3 separate regions of the Sus scrofa genome follow, and all the other regions are linked to region 1. Evidence: chromatin contacts called from public Hi-C and HiChIP or PLAC-seq data. All regions are on one chromosome and are shown on one strand. Each heading gives the region's core, a stretch centred on a gene start, on an enhancer-like site or on the middle of the called end of the contact. The rest is flanking DNA. Distances are from core to core; before and after follow the strand shown. Region 1 holds the start of G6PD (glucose-6-phosphate 1-dehydrogenase). Region 2 has its middle 14 kb from the start of IRAK1. Region 3 holds the start of FUNDC2 (FUN14 domain containing 2).

Region 1 (3,241 bases), core at 525-3,024:
GTGAGACTGCTCTTAGCGGCCAAAGGGTGGAAATGACCTACATGTCCATCGACTGATGAATAAACACAATCTAGTACATTCCTACCCTACCATGTTAATAATATTGAGCAGGAGTGGCGCAGTGGTTAACGAATCCGACTAGGAACCATGAGGTTGCGGGTTCGATCCCTGCCCTTGCTCAGTGGGTTAACGATCCGGCGTTGCCCTGAGCTGTGGTGTAGGTTGCAGACACGGCTCAGATCCCACATTGCTGTGGCTCTGGTGTAGGCCGGCGGCTACAGCTCTGATTGGACCCCTAGCCTGGGAACCTCCATATGCCCGGGAGCGGTCCAAGAAATGGCAAAAAGACAAAAAAAAAAAAAAAAAAAAAAAAAAAAAAAAAAACACTGAGCAACACAGAGAAACAGCTCACAAGAAACCACATATTATGAGTCCATTTATGTGAACTATCCAGAATAGGCAAACATAGAGAGATGGAAAGACTAATAGATGCTTAGAACTGAAGTAGATAAGGTGATGGGTTGATGAAAATGTTCGAGAATGAATGGTGATGGTTGTGCAGGTGTGTGAATATACTGAAAAGCAGTGAATTGTTCACTTTCAATGGGTGAATTGTGTGGTATGTGAATTATATGTCAATAAAGCTATTTTTGAAAATAAGAGATTATGAGGGGTATAAATTAAGCAAAGGTAGCAACAGGTTGATAACTGTTGACGCTGGGAGGTGGGTACCTTGGGTTTATACTATCCTTTCTACTTTTGCACATCTTTGGTATTTTTCACAATAAAACGATCCGAGCCCCATCATCTCTCACCTGGATAACTGCAATAACCTCCTAGCAGATCACCTTGCTCCAACCCTTGCCCCCTACGTACAGTCTGTTCTACCCACCGCGCCAGAACAATCAGACCAAAAGGTAATTCCTACCACGTCTCTCCTCTATCCAGATCCCTACCATAGTTCCTCATGGCCCTCCGCCAAAAAGCCACAACCCGTACAACAAGATAGTAGGCCGTGCACTATCTGGTCCCCCATTGCTTCCTCTCTAACTATTCCCCCCTCGCTCACTCTATTCCAGGTATAGTGGCCTCCTTATGGCCCATTCATCCTCAAGTCACAGAACTGATATGAGGTCCGGCAGACATTAACCGTTGTGCAAAGTGAGCAAAATGAAGCGCATGAGGAAAGATGCTTAGCTGTCAAATTACCCTTGAGGCTTTTTTAAAGAACTTAACAACTTCAAATGTAGTCAAGTTCGATGAACAGAAAATGTCTCCGAAGTAGAATAGTCATCCACGAACTAGGGGTGTGGTCAGACTCCGCCGCGGCAGAGGAAGGAGAGGCGAAAACTGCCCCGCTCGTCGCCAGAGTAACCTGGGTCCTGAATTGGCCAGCCTCGGCGGGTGATCTAGAAGCGGGCGGCAGAACCGGGCCGGGGCCCAATAGGAGGGGAAAGCCTGGTCGTCCAGGGGGGGTCTCGGAGGTGGCGGAACGCCCACCAATAGTACCCTATCTTCGGAGAAGAGGACCACACCTGTCAGCAGAGTCGGTCCGACGTGAGAAGGGCGGGAGCGGCGGGTCCCGAGCGCTCCTCGGACCCCGGCGCTCGGAGAAAGTTCGGGTTCCGCGGTCGCCCTTCCCTTCTCGGGCTGCCAAATTCCCATTTCCTGCTTCCGGTGTCGTAGCTGTGGGATCCGGAAGTAAAACACTCACACTCCGCCCCCACCCCGCCCCCAGCAGGCCCGCGAGAGGCGCGAGGGAGACTTGTCCCCAGACGGAAGCCCGAGCGTACCAGGCTCGGCTGGCCCGTAGGACACTCTTCAATAATATGCGTCGCGACCCGCATTTCCCCTTGTCTCTCCGGCGGCGGCATCCAGCGAGCGGCAGGTCGGCTGCCCCGCCCCCACTAGGGGAGGAGCCACGACGAGGCTATCATGTGATAGGGCCAGTTTGATCGGAGTCGACGACCCGTCCAGTGAGGGGGCGAGGCTAAAGAGGGCCCCGCCTACAAGTGGGGTCGAGGGGCGTGACCACGCTGCCGGCGGAAGTGGAGCCCTTCTTGAGGGCGCAGGACAACCCCGGGCTGACGAGAAAGCCAGACTGTAGGGGCGGGGCCAGGCCAGGGATGGGAACGCGGGCGAGCTGTGGGGAGCTGCACACGGACTCGCGAAGCATCGGGGACACGGCGCAGCGGCGGCGAGGACAGCAGGGGGCCCGCAGCCCGGCGGCCGGCGCAGGTGCTCAAGGGGCGGAGCGGGTCAGGCCGGCAGGCCTCGCGCGGGAGCGGGGGGGGGGGGGTCCCACCGGCCCGAGATGCGCGCGCACCTGCCTCGCCCCGCCTCTCGGGGGAGGGGCACACGGAGGCCCCGCCCGCGCGCCTCGCCTGAGGCTGGTCAGCTCAGACCAGGTGCCCGCCCCCGCCAGTTAAATGGGCAGGCGGGGCGCAGCCCCAGGAAACTGCCGGGAACTCCGGGGCTGCGAGCGCGAAGGGCAGCAGCGGTGAAGCACAGGTAACTGAGTGGGCGAACGCTTTGATTTGCCACGCTTGGGAAGGGGGCAAAATCGAGAGGGTGTTAACTGATCTAACCGTCCCCTGCATACCCCCATTGGGCCCCTGAGGGGACCCCGAGAGGGGCGGGGATTGGCCGGGGTCTCCCAGCGGTGGTGGAGGAGGACTAGATCTACACTGTCAGCTGCTTGATCTAACTTGCTCCAGCTCATTGAGGAGCTTCCGCCTGAATCCTTGGTGAGATGGCCTTAGCAGGTGGTCCGATGTTCCAGCTTGGTGTTACTCCCCCAGAGCTGAGGCCCTCGTTGGAGTCCACTAATGCTTAGAGTAATGTTGTAATGTACACGCTGAAAGAAGGCTGTCTGGAGAGTATGACCAGAGCCAGCAGTTTCTCATCCCCCAACCATCCTGCTCGCAGCCATTCCCACCAAGTGGTTTCAGTAATCAGGCATCAGCTGGACGAGAGCCCAAAGGACTCCTCCAGAAAGGGGCCAGCCAGCTTCTCAGTGCTTTCCGGTTCTCCTGCCTCATCAATAAGTTTTTTTTCCTCCAGAGAGTACCATGGCAGAGCAGGTGGCTCTGAGCCGGACCCAAGTGTGCGGGATCCTGCGGGAAGAGCTGTACCAGGGCGATGCTTTCCATCAGTCGGATACACATATCTTTATCATCATGGGAGCATCGGTGAGTCTCCCCCAGGCCCCACATCTTAAATGCAGCAGACTTAGAGCAGG
Region 2 (3,241 bases), core at 317-2,816, 330 kb after region 1:
GTGTACACAACTCCAGGTTGGCAGTTTTTCTCTGTAAACACTTTAAAGGGATCCCATCACCTTTCATGAGTTCTGTTGGGAAGCCAACCAGCAGGCAGTGTTGTGTTTCCGTCTAACTGCTCTGTTTTCTTTGTCTGGGCGGTTGGTTTTCGCTGTGCCCACAGGATTTGGATGTTCCGGTCCCAGGCATCGAACCTGGGACACAGCAGTGACGCTGTATCTTTAACCTGCTGGGCCACCAGGGAACTCCCCCTGTCGCTGCTTTGAAGGGTTCTTCTCTGCCTTTGCTGCTTATTCTCTGGCGCATTCAAATGGTTCTTAAAAAATATACATTTTGGAGTTCCTGTGGTGGCTCAACGAGTTAAGAACCCGACTAGGATCCACGAGGATGTGGATTCGATCCCTGGCCTCTCTCCGCGGGTTAAGGATCTGATGTGGCCGTGAGCTGTGGTGTGGGTCGCAGATGCAGCTCAGATCTGGCGTTGCTGTGGCTGTGGTGTAGGCCGGCAGCTGCAGCTCGGATTCGGCCCCTACCCTGGGAACGTCCTTATGCCGCCTGTGCGGCCCTAAAAACACTCCAGAAATGTACATCTTGTCCAACTTCTTTGGCTACAGAAGACAATAGCGCACGCTGCTGGGGCGGGGGCGGGGGGGACGCGGGGCCGCCCTTGCGGAAGTACTTTGTCAGACCCTCGAAGTGTTACTCCTAAGTCCCCTATCGCCTGGCAGTTCCACTCCTAGAGAAAGTGCCACAGCCCCGGGGAACTGGCACACGAGCGTCCGTTCGGCCCTGCTCGTGGAACACTTGTGAGCACGTTTTCAGTGAATTAGTCTGATATGCTCTATCAGCCGTGGCCAGAGTCAGAAGTCACCAGAAGTTCTGCTTGACTCCTCCCGCTCCTCCCTCACCGCCCCCAACCCCAGTGAACCGACACGTCTTATCTTCTTCAAATTGTAGGCTTCTGCCCTGCCTTGGCCCAGGCCACCATCAGCCCTGTCACAGCCCTCTGGCCTCGTGTCCTGCCACTCGGGTCTCTCAGATGTCAAACTGTGCCGTCCCTGCATCCTCGGCTGGGCCAGATCCGCCAGGATGAAGTGACCGCCAGCCTCCGTCCGTCAGCTGTGCCCTCTGTTGAGTGGCCTTTTTGCTGGGCTTGTGGGCTGCAGGCCGCCGGTTGCTATGGCAACCCCGAGGAAGCCTTGGGAAAGGAAGCTCGCTTTACACCGTCAGCGGGAGGGTTGAGGATGCCGCACCCGGAATGAGCCGAGGCTGCGTGTTAGGTCGAGCCAAAGGCAGGCTGGCAGGAGAAGGGGGACCCATGGTCTCCTAGGGACGGGACGGCAGAGGAACAGCGCTCGGCTACTGGCACATCCGAAGAGAGGGCTGGCCTGTCCTGTCACCCTTCGTTTTTTGATCATCACGCCAGATCGCGAAGGCGACCTCCGAAACACTCCGTCGTCGCAATTGTTTTCCAGGGAGTGGAGACCTCCCCCCCTTCCCCGCCCGCCCCCGGGGCTGGGTTTTCTGCTGAGTCACTGCCTAATGGCTCCCCGAGATAACTGTGTCCCCGGCGCTTAGCCTGTTTCTAAGGCAACCCGTGAGCAGGCTGGGAGTGAAGCCAACCTGGGATCAGGAGTCCCATTCCGAGCCACCGTGTGGTCATTTTTTCCCCCTAGCCAGAACATCTTTAGAGTCCGTTTTTTAAAAATCAAGCCTTTCCTGGAAAAAACCAAACCAAACCCCCCCCCAAAGTCGTGCTCCTTACAAAGAAACCCCAACGTTACACACATGTAGTGCACAAGGGGGGACAAAGCCCTTCTCACTCTCCTCCCTGAAGTCCCCTCTCGAGAGCAGAGAACAGCCACGCAAACCCCCACCGTCCATGTCCGGGGACCCAGCCCGCGCTCCCGCACCAAGCACTGCGCGTGAGGCCGCGCCCCGGTGCGCACGCCAACCCCGCTCTCGTTCCTCTGCAGAGCTGCAGAGTAGCTGGGGATGGTCGCCGTCAACAATCCTGTGTCCTTGCTCGTGGATTCGCACACAGTTAGGCAAGGGTATTTTTCTTTTCTCTCTTTTTTTTTTTTTTGGCATTTCTTGGGCCGCTCCCGTGGCATATGGAGGTTCCCAGGCTAGGGGTCCAAGCTGCCGGCCTACACCAGAGCCCCAGCAACGCGGGATCCGAGCCGCGTCTGCAACCACACCACAGCTCACGGCAACGCCGGATCCTTAACCCACTGAGCAAGGCCAGGGATCGACCCCGCAACCTCACGGTTCCTCGTCGGATTTGTTAACCACTGCACCACAATGGGAACTCCGCAATGGTATATTTCAAGCGAGGTCCTTAGGAGCTGGGGTCTCATTTCGGTACCTCATTCCCATGGAGGTACCCAGAGTTGGGTATTGGCCAAAGTTTCCGCTTTTGCAAATCTAATCAGTGAAAAAGCCTATCTTTCATTTTATTTCCATTTCTTCAGTATGAGTGAGTTTGGATGTTCCTTTGTCTTCACCGGCCTGTGGTCACACCCGTGGTCAGATTTCCACCGACCTCTGGGTCTCGTTCTTTCCATATACGGGATCATAACTCTTGGGTTCTCCTTATGTGTTACATGTATTCTATCCTCGTCTGCGACGCGTCTTTAACTTTGTTCCTGGTCCTTTACATTAAAAAGTGTGCTATTCTTCACCCGTCAGAATGGCCATCGTCAAAAAGACCACAAATAGGAGTTCCCGTCGTGGTGCAGCAGAAATGAATCCGACTAGGAACCATGAGGTTGCGGGTTCCATCCCTGGCCTCGCTCAGTGGGTTGAGGATCCGGCGTTGCCATGAGCCGTGGTGTAGGTCACAGGCTCGGCTTGGATCCTGGATTGCTGTGCCTGTGGTGTAGGCTGGCAGCTGCAGCTCCGATTTGACTCCCAGCCTGAGAACTTCCATATGCTGCAGGTGTGGCCCCAAAATGAAAAAAAAAAAAAAAAGTTGGCGAGAATCTGGAGAAAAGGAAACCCTAGTACACTCTTGGTGGGAATGTGTGGAGGTTTCTTAAAAAACTAAAAACAGAACCACTGTATAATCCAGCAATCCCACTCCTGGGCATCTATCCAGAAGAGATGAAAACTCTAATTTAAAAAGATTTGTGAACCCCAATGTTCACTGCAGCCCTGCTCCCAATAGCCAAGACATGGAAACAGCCTAAATGTCCATCGACAGATAAACGGCAAAGACACGTGACACATGCATGCAAT
Region 3 (3,241 bases), core at 195-2,694, 310 kb before region 1:
AAAAAAAAAAAAAAAAAAAAAAAAGATTGAAATTCATAATATCAACCTCAAAATGTGGCTCAGCGGTTAACGAACCTGACTGGCATCCATAAGGTTCCATCCCTGGCCTCACTCAGTGGGTTATGGATCTAGCGCTGCAGTGAGCTGCGATGTAGGTCGCAGACGTGGCTTGGATCCTGCATTTGCTGTGGCCGTGGTGTAGGCCGGCGGCTACAGCCCCCATTGGACCTCTAGCCCGTAAACTTCCATATGCTGCGGTTGCGTCCCCAAAATGACAAAAAAAAAAAAATTTCTCCTAACAATTTCTGAGGTGTAAATATCTGATCAACCTATACGTTTTACCTAACTGAAGTCAGTCTGCTCTGCAGGAAAATAATTACATTGCACATTTCAACACCTTAGAGTCACCTGAATCCAGCGGTGTCCAGGTAAATGTTTACCAACCACGCTGGGGTGGGAGAAGGGCTGTTTAGTAGTCTATACCAATTTCGAGGTTGTATCTCTCACCCTGAGCGTGACATCACTAAATTGTGACATCGCTGAACGCAGAGTTGGGAAGAGAGCGAGTGTACGATGCTGTTATTTCCACCACAACGAACAGATTAAATAACCTCAAGAGCAAAACATGGCAAATAATAAGGAAGTAGAGTTTTGATAATTTTCACTTTGTTTTTAACATAAGTTATGTAATCCTAAATTATATAATTGAGTTTTCGATGACGGCTCTGTTTAGCAATCAGACCTTGTGAGCCGGGTACCGAAGTGAATGTAATCTGAAGCATTCGGCGAAGTGGGATAAGCAGCACGACAGGAAGCCGTGCGTCGCATCACAGGGACTCTGACTAAGCGGACCAAACAAAAGACGATGCGAAGTACCGCACCATGTGGACGACTCTTTCAAACCCATCGCAAGCGCAAGCAGAGGCGCCTTGCATAAGAAAGACGCTGGCCAGATGTTTGAGAAGACAGTCCAAAGGGACAAAGCTGTCTTAGTCTCAAGGTGCCGGACTGCTTCCGAAAACAGGAACAAAATGTCTCCGCGCCCAGGCTGCCGTGGGCGGTGCCGGAAGGCTGGGCGAGCCCGACTGGAGACCACACCCCGGAGCAGTTCGGCTCCAGCCGGGGAAGTGACCTTGGCCGGACCTTGGGGGCAGCTGGGCTAGGGACGAGCCCCGGGCGCCCTACCCGCCCCGGCGCCGCTCAGGTTCCCAGGGGAGCTCTGCCGGGACTAGTGGGCGCGGAGCCCTTCCCCTTCCGGAGCCCGGGAAGGCGGCTCCTTGCGGCGCCGAAAGCGCGCGCGCCCTCCCTTACCTTGACTGGCTGCGGCCATTTCGGCGAGCTGGTCTCGCGATGACACCCGCAGGGGCTCCGCGCGGCAGGACGCAAAGTACCGCGCCGCCGTCGGCGCCGGCTGGCTTCCGGCACGTGGGGAAGATGTTTCCATTCCCACGGCGGCGGCGGAAGAGGGCGGGCCGCCTACGGGGCGGCCCCGCCCCTTGCCCGCGCGCAGCCGCGTCACAAGACTCAGCGGGCGGCGTCACAACCCCCCCTCCCGGCAGCCCCGCTGGGACGCGCGTGCGCAGAGAGCCTCCCTGGACGGAGCTGCTGGCCTCCGTGTGCGGGGTTTGCCGGCTTTTGCCTCCAAGGCAGGTCTTCGGCCGCGGCCAGCGGACACCCTCTAACTAGCAAAGACTGTCTTACTCCTTACTTTACTAAAAATAAAGAAAGCTGACGTGTTTGTTTGTTCCTACAAACATTGATCAAATATCACTGCCTGGTACGTGTTCTACTAGAAGAGGACATTTAAAAAATGTAGCGATCGCAATAACCACGGAGAGTACTAAGAAAGAAAGAGCTTAGGACGGTTCTCAGAGCTTTCTTTCTGAAAGGCTCTTCCCGGGTTAAAATGCTCAGTTTGGCTTGAATAAAATTTTCCATTTCTTATAAAAAAAAAAAAAAGAGCTTGCTTGCCGGCGGCTGCCCGCCCACCGCTAAACTACACCTCTAGCTGCTGCTCCACCCCAGTTCGTGGCAACTTCACCATCCCCAAAATCTCGCTGTTATTCTGAACGGCTCTCTCCCAATCTCTCTCTCTCAGCCCGCAAATGCAATTCCTTAGTAACCAGCATCAGGGCCAGCTTCAGCTTCACAGTGAATCCAGCCATTTTCACCCCTCCACTGCTACCGTCCTAGTCCCAAATCGCTGCTAGGATTCTCCGTTAACAGGTCGACCTGCTCCGACACTCCCACTGCTGAAGTCTATTCTCTCAGATGTGTCCAGAAAGCTCAGGACCCTCCTCTAACTCAGAACTCTTCCGTGGCTCCCCACAGCCCTCAAGGTAGAAGGCAGAAGCCTTTGCTGAGACATCACCTTCTCAGTGAGACTTTGCATGACGATCCTCATTTAAAATTGCAACTGGAGTTCCCTTTGTGGCTCAAAGGAAACCTACCCGACTAGTATCCACGAGTACGGGGTTCGAACCCTGGCCTCGCTCAGTGGGTTAAAGATCCGGTATTGCCATGAGCTGTGGTGTAGGTCGCAGAAGTGGCTGGGATCTGGTGTTGCTGTAGCTGTGGTGTAGGCCTGCAGCTGTAGCTCGGATTCGACCCCTAGCCTGGGAACTTCCATATGCGGTAAGTGTGGCCCTAAAAAGCAAAAAAATAAAATAAAATTGCAACCTGGTACACCCCTCCTTTCCCTTCCTTCTACTTTTGTTCCTCTTGTGCAGAGCCCTTATTTGCATCTAACACACATAAGTTACTCAAGTATTACAGGTATTGCTTATTGTCTCTCAGTTGTTTACATTTTTCACTGCTGTGCACCAGTGCCTAGGACAGCATCGGGCTAGGCCAAATGTGTGGTTGTGTACTCTTTGGCAAACCATTTAACCTCTCTGCCCCTCAGATGATTCATCTGTGCTCACTTGGCAGTCTCGTTGTGAGGGTTAAATTACATAAGGTGTAAAGCATCCAACGGAGAATCATCACTCGGGGTTGTGACTATCTGTCTACCTTTGTCTCCCCGCCTGCACCATGACTCCCAGAAAGCAGGAACTGGGTTTTATTCATCTCTGAAGCATGGGAGGATGGTGTAAGGGTGGGGAGCATGACTTCTGGAGCCAACTCAAATGGGTTTGAGTGCTACAAACTGTGTGACTACAACCAAGTTGGCTAACCTCTCTGTGCTTTGGTTTCATCAATCACCTATGCAATGAAGACAAGAATTCCAGCTGCATTCGAA

Evidence for each region. Hi-C and Micro-C count contacts between places; a contact is called where the count stands out from the background. HiChIP or PLAC-seq counts read pairs in DNA pulled down with a chosen protein or histone mark.
Region 2: a Hi-C map of retroperitoneal adipose tissue shows a contact between it and region 1, with 3 times the contacts expected there. The contact joins the enhancer-like site here to the promoter of G6PD in region 1. A contact is called at or near these places in 3 of 47 Hi-C or Micro-C datasets (retroperitoneal adipose tissue, skeletal muscle and subcutaneous adipose tissue) and 2 of 2 datasets of contacts at active chromatin or transcription factors (alveolar macrophages and skeletal muscle).
Region 3: a contact with region 1 is called in an H3K27ac HiChIP or PLAC-seq map of alveolar macrophages. The contact joins the promoter of FUNDC2 here to the promoter of G6PD in region 1.

Annotation. Positions count from the first base shown.
Region 1 is chrX:125,039,573-125,042,813 of Sscrofa11.1, reverse strand. It overlaps G6PD (glucose-6-phosphate 1-dehydrogenase), which reads left to right and starts at 1,774. Exons shown (of 13, transcript XM_021080744.1): 1 at 1,774-2,238; 2 at 3,064-3,191. The coding sequence starts at 2,127. It also overlaps a transcript of IKBKG not described here.
Region 2 is chrX:124,709,641-124,712,881 of Sscrofa11.1, reverse strand. No RefSeq gene overlaps it. Among named protein-coding and RNA genes, the nearest start is that of IRAK1, 14 kb to the left of the region's middle. Within about 2 kb of position 1,566, at least 39 of the 83 cell types and tissues checked have an H3K27ac peak or open chromatin away from gene starts, as enhancers often do. A contact at or near this core is called in alveolar macrophages, retroperitoneal adipose tissue, skeletal muscle and 1 more, where this site is marked.
Region 3 is chrX:125,352,235-125,355,475 of Sscrofa11.1, reverse strand. It overlaps FUNDC2 (FUN14 domain containing 2), which reads right to left and starts at 1,444. Exons shown (of 5, transcript NM_213743.1): 1 at 1,312-1,444. The coding sequence starts at 1,444.